Regions from separate parts of the Mus musculus genome. Here region 1 is linked to region 2. Evidence: chromatin contacts called from public HiChIP or PLAC-seq data. All regions are on one chromosome and are shown on one strand. Each heading gives the region's core, a stretch centred on a gene start, on an enhancer-like site or on the middle of the called end of the contact. The rest is flanking DNA. Distances are from core to core; before and after follow the strand shown. Region 1 has its middle 23 kb from the start of Gm35019. Region 2 overlaps Ncald (neurocalcin delta).

Evidence for each region. HiChIP or PLAC-seq counts read pairs in DNA pulled down with a chosen protein or histone mark.
Region 1: a contact with region 2 is called in an H3K27ac HiChIP or PLAC-seq map of T-cell acute lymphoblastic leukemia, with 9 times the contacts expected there. The contact joins two enhancer-like sites. A contact is called at or near these places in 11 of 39 promoter capture datasets (3T3-L1-derived adipocytes, the HPC-7 cell line, cranial neural crest and 7 more), 2 of 115 datasets of contacts at active chromatin or transcription factors (T-cell acute lymphoblastic leukemia and pancreatic cancer cells) and 2 of 9 other capture datasets (liver and macrophages).

Annotation. Positions count from the first base shown.
Region 1 is chr15:37,883,972-37,886,671 of GRCm38.p6, reverse strand. No RefSeq gene overlaps it. Among named protein-coding and RNA genes, the nearest start is that of Gm35019, 23 kb to the left of the region's middle. Within about 2 kb of position 1,346, at least 18 of the 459 cell types and tissues checked have an H3K27ac peak or open chromatin away from gene starts, as enhancers often do. A contact at or near this core is called in T-cell acute lymphoblastic leukemia, where this site is marked.
Region 2 is chr15:37,418,506-37,421,205 of GRCm38.p6, reverse strand. All of the region lies in intron 1 of Ncald (neurocalcin delta), which reads left to right. Gm15941 (predicted gene 15941) reads left to right here. Exons shown (of 3, transcript NR_045283.1): 3 at 1-73. It also overlaps the pseudogene Gm8668. Among named protein-coding and RNA genes, the nearest start is that of 4930447A16Rik, 5.7 kb to the left of the region's middle. Within about 2 kb of position 1,400, at least 45 of the 459 cell types and tissues checked have an H3K27ac peak or open chromatin away from gene starts, as enhancers often do. A contact at or near this core is called in T-cell acute lymphoblastic leukemia, where this site is marked.

The sequences.
Region 1 (2,700 bases), core at 97-2,596, 470 kb before region 2:
ACTTTGAGGGGCTGTCCAGATAACTCAGCAGTTAAGAGCACTGACTGTTTTTCCAGAGATCCTGAGTTCAATTCCCAGCAACCATATGGTGGCCCACAAACATCTGTAATGGACCCTCTTCTAGTGTGTCTGAAGACAGCTACAGTGTATCGTGTGTGTGTGTGTGTGTGTGTGTGTGTGTGTGTGTGTATGTGTGTGTGTGTAGTATTTTTTAAAAACTTACTTTAAAATGTGTTTTGTGAATTTATCTCTATTTGGAGTCTGGTCGCAAGGTAAACTGTCTTTCTCAGCTGAGTCTCAGGGTAAAGAAGACCTGGTTATTATGTATGAAGGAAACTGAGCAGGCAGTTCGTGCCTTGGGGAAGTGGCTAGTATGCTTGCTGCTGTTAAAGCTACAGATCTCAAACCATCAGAGATCTGAGAAAGATAAACTATAGCTGGAAGTATAATCTAACTGGCCTATGAATCAATTAAAACAACTGAGACCCATTACCTAGGTTACCGTAGGCTCTGGTGATTTCCACAGTTTTTCTGGGGGCAGTGGTTGTAGGTCTTCAGCTGTCATACAGGACAGCATTTAATCTTCAGGTGACTACAGAACAGCATTGGCCTATGGCTGTCAGACCCAGGTCTTTTTCCTATAGAGAGATTTTTCCTATAGAGGAACTTGGAGAAATTGACTTGACATTGACCAGGTAGAGTAGGGCAATCAACCCAAAAATATCCACAGTTTGGGCAGAGTCCTGGTGGCAGGTGAAGTGTGAGCCAATGGTTAGTGTTACCATAATCCAGGTAGAGTCATTGCGCCCAATATGTCTTCCTTAGAGACCATGGGATTCCCATTAGGAAGGGGCCTGTCTATTATGGAAAACTTGAACATCTTAAATGCCATGTGCAGCAGATCTCTAAAGAGTCTGAGGGCTGTTATTTTTTTCATAACATGTCCATCTACAATAGCCTCCCCTGGGTGTGGGGGCAAGAAGGAAGAGTTAATAAAGGAAGCATATCCATTTATTTTTGTCTTTTTAAGTAAAGAAATGTAGTTCAGATTAAACTCTAAGCAAAATGGCCAAACAGAGAACTGATATGACCTGGCGTTTGGATGGAATGAAGCCTATAGTGTGCCCTGACACTTGTGGACCGTTGCGTTAATCACTTGTCCATCAATGTGACAAAATTCCCAGGCAAAGTCAACTTAAAGGAGGGAAGATTGAACTCTGCTCATGGCTTTGGAAAGGTTTGGTCAATGGTTGCATGGCTGGCTGCTGTGGGCTTATGTTAAGGCAGAGCAGCGTGAGAAGGAGTTTGTGGTGGAACAAAGCCTCATTGGCAGCCAAGATCAAACCTCAGCCTTCAACGGTACATCCCCAGTGACCACTTCCTCCAGCTGTTAAGGAAGGCTTTTCTTCAACAGTCTGTGGAACTATGAACTCTGCTCTACAAAGTCTTACAGCAGCCTTGTAAGTCAGGCATTAGTATTCTACTGAGTATAAATGAAGATCCATCCCTGAGGTTCAGGGATGTTGAAAAAGTTGTCCAGAGTCACATAGCAAGTAGCAGGTGTCTGTTTGAAGGCACATACTTAACTTGAGCCTCATTATCCCACTGGCTAAGTTAGAACCCCATGGTCCAATCACTTCTTAATGGCCCCACCTCTGAACGTTGTTACTGGGGACATTTCATATTCAAACTATAATACTTCAGTCTTATAGCAACTGAGTCAAAATAACCAGGAAAAACTCATTCCTCTTTCAGGAAATGTACCTATGAGTTCTAATTAGTCATGTGATGTCATTTACTAGTTGTCTTAGCTGAGATTTCTATTGCTGTGATGAAACACCATGACCTAAAGAAAAAGGGAAAGAAAGGGCTTATTTAGCTTATTCCTGCACATCACTGTTCATCACTAATGGAAGTCAGAACAGGAACTCAAACAGGGCGGGAATTTGAAGGCAGGAGCTGATGCTGCTTACTGGCTTGCTTCCCCTGGCTTGCTCAGCCTGCTTTCTTATAGACTCAGGAACACCAGTGCTGGGATGGCCCTACCCTCCATGGGCTGAGCTCTCCCCATGAGTCACTAATTAAGAAAATGCCCTGTTGGCTTGCCTACATCCTGGTCTGATGGAGGCATTTTCTCAGTTGACTTCCTCCTCCCAGATAACTAGTTTGTGTCAGGTTAACATAAAAGTTAGGAAGGACACCAACCCATATTTTCTATTTTGTTGGGCTAGTAAACTCCGGATCACTATGATTAAGTCCCTGCCACTACACATTTCTGACCACCAGTCCCTCAAAAACCAAAAACCAAAAACCAAAGACCAACAACCAAAAACCAAAAAACAACAGAACTATACTTTGTGCTTCATCATCTGAGTATGCAAATGAAACACTTTGGGAGCAATTTGATTTAGAAGCAACATTTTTGGATGGATGTAAATTTATCTTTTCTCTTGAGAGAACCCTACAAAGTTACAAAGTTTGGCAAATTTATCCAAGAAGGAAATACAAAATGATTTTGGAGGCAGTTTCCCTGTGGCATCGTTATTAGGGAGCAGATGCCTTATCTGCCTAAATGAGGACAAAGAATGCTTCCAGTTAATGAGACCACAGATTCCAGACACTTCTCAGTGAGAATGCAAACAGTTTGATTATGAAGACACTTACTGCTTTGTGTGTGACTCTATGGTGCCTATTGAATTT
Region 2 (2,700 bases), core at 151-2,650:
ATCTTAAAATTGTGTGATTGTAGTGCCAATCTCAGGGGAGGTTCGTGAGGATTAAATAAATTAATGTGTATGTAACACTGGTTTTTTTTTTTTTTTTTTTTTTTTTTCTCTGTGTAGCCCTGGCTGTCCTGGAACTCACTTTGTAGACCAGACTGGCCTCGAACTCAGAAATCCACCTGCCTCTGCTTCCCGAGTGCTGGGATTAAAGGCATGGGCTACCACGCCTGGCTTGCAACACTGTTTCTTAACTGGTGCTTTGTTGGCGTCTGGTCAGTAGTGATAAGTTAGGCAGCCAACCAGAGCCTACAAGTGGGGGGCAAAGGTGGCATTTTGATTGTTTAGTAAGTGATGCTTTTGTCACTGTCTCCTTGTGAGGTGGTAAAGCAATTCAGATAGTCTGGGCACTCTCATCATGCCACTTAAGTATGGGACCCCTGCGCACGGTACCTATGCATGAATATTCTCTATGAATCCTACAGTTCACCAGCCAATAATAAAATCATAGCACTTTAAATCATTACATGGTTAAAAAAAAAAGCATAAACTCATTAAAACATTAAATCCTTAAAATTATGATTTTGGTAAATCTGATTTTTTTTTCACTTCTTTTTTTATAAGCCAGCAATAGGGTGACCAGGCTTCCCTTGAGCTTAAAAAGGCTTAAACTCTAGCCTTTGGGGTGTTTTCTAAAATAACCATGTCTTCTTTAATCACAGGTGGGAAGGGCTGAGCGGATGGTGGCCAGTGGTTCAGAGGTTCAGGTAGGCGCTTGCCTGTGGTTCCATGTGGAACCAGCACACCCCCAAGGCTCTGCGCAGAAGAGCAACCCTGGCAAACAGAAGGGAGAGGCAGTCACAAGTCTCAAAAACGGCACCCCCAGCCCGCACTCCCCGGCCAAGAGTTCTCTCTCACCACAGAAGGCCAGGAAGGAGCCCAGCTGGCACTTCAGGGATATCAGCAGCCATTATTCTCCTGTCTCCTCTCTCGTTGCTCAGGCTCATCCACAGACCTGTGTCCAGTGGCATCACTCACAGATATCCACCCTTTCCTCCCAAGTGTTGGACTGTAAAAGCCTAAAAGCATGCACCACCGGGACCCAGCCCCCGAATGAACTGTCAATTACATGATGTGAAGCTATGATTTTCTTTGAAAACAAGAGTTATTTAAGATATCTCCATTTCTAGGAGCTAACTACTGTTCTGCTCAGGACTAGGGTTAGGATGCACCTCTGCAGACGTAGAGTGGGTTCCGATTCAGGACTAGTAGAGCAAGCCTCAGCTCCCACCCTGACTCCTCTGAGTCTTACACAGGCTGGAGATTTGTCAAGGATGATGAAAGCTGATAGAAACAGAAGGGAGCCCTCAGAGGAGCAGTGGCCAGGGGCTGAGCCCTCTGTGGTCCTACACTCCCAAGCTCCACAGGCCTTCCTTCCAGTCAATGCTGCATTGTATGGCTGTAAGCACTGTCTGCTCCTCTTGGATGACAAGCTGGAGATTACTAGGGACTTGAAGTCAGCCTAGTAGTTTATGGGTAAAGATAACTAACTGTAGGATGTACCAAATATTTCTCATCCTTTGAAAGTTTAGCTATGATAGAAAGGCGTGTCAGAGGAGCAGTTCATCGAGACAAATGAGGTTAAGTGAAAGGCTTCTCTTGGAAACAAAGATCCTGGGATACTTTTCTGAGAGGACAAAGGCTGGAGAAATGTGATTTTTCTTTCTTTCTTGCCTCTTGGTATTTCTGAATTCTGTGTTTTCCAGCAGAGACCAAAATCCACACTGGATGAGGTTCCCTTTCTGAGCTTTGGCTGCTTGGTTGTAACACGAGATAACTAGTTCAGAGACTAGTTAGCTAAGGGAGGTTAGCTGAGAGGGGGGTGTGAAGATATGTGGTAGTCACAAAGGATTACAATAGATGCTTGGTTTTCAAGCGTTTCTTTATATGTGCCACGGTGCTCCATAGGGATCGAAGTGGGAACTTAGAGTCCCCTGAGACTGGAGTCCAACTCTCTGTCCCCAATTCATAATCTCTGCCCAATCTTGAAGAAATGATGTGATTTCCCTAAGCCTCGGTGCCCTTGTCTGCGGAGTGAGGCGAGCTATTCTTTCCTTGTGAGGTTGTTATGGGGATCAAATGACATGTTGTACAGGAAACAGTGAGCAGGTGCCAGGACCGTGAACGGTGGTGAAGTGAAAGTGACAGGCTTGGTGACTGTGGTAAGAGCAGCTAATGATGTAAGACTAGGCCCATCAACTTCCCTCTGCTCAGTCCCTCTCCTGCTCCTGCAGAGTCCCTTCTCCTGAGCCACCCTCCTGTCCACTTCCTTTTGTGTGACCCACTGGAACTCATTGGGGTTATGTACATAAGCAGGGAGACTATTTACTAGATTATGAGCAGCTTGTCATTGTCTACACCACTAAAGATGACACTCTCCCCACTGAGCAGCCATTAACTGCTAATAGCTCTTCAGGGAGCAGAGAGGCCTCGGGAGCTCTGCCCCATCACGAATAGACTGTTGATGGGGCCTGGCTTTTTGTAGTGTAGGTTCTGGGGCTTAAACTCACATCCTTAAGCTTGTAAGGCAAGTACTTTAATGACAAAGCCATCTCCCAGCCCCTAATGTTATATTTTCAAAGAAATCCTTGCAGAGTTTGTATGAAACTGCGAGTTAAAAAACAGAAAGCATCGGCCGTCTCTCCT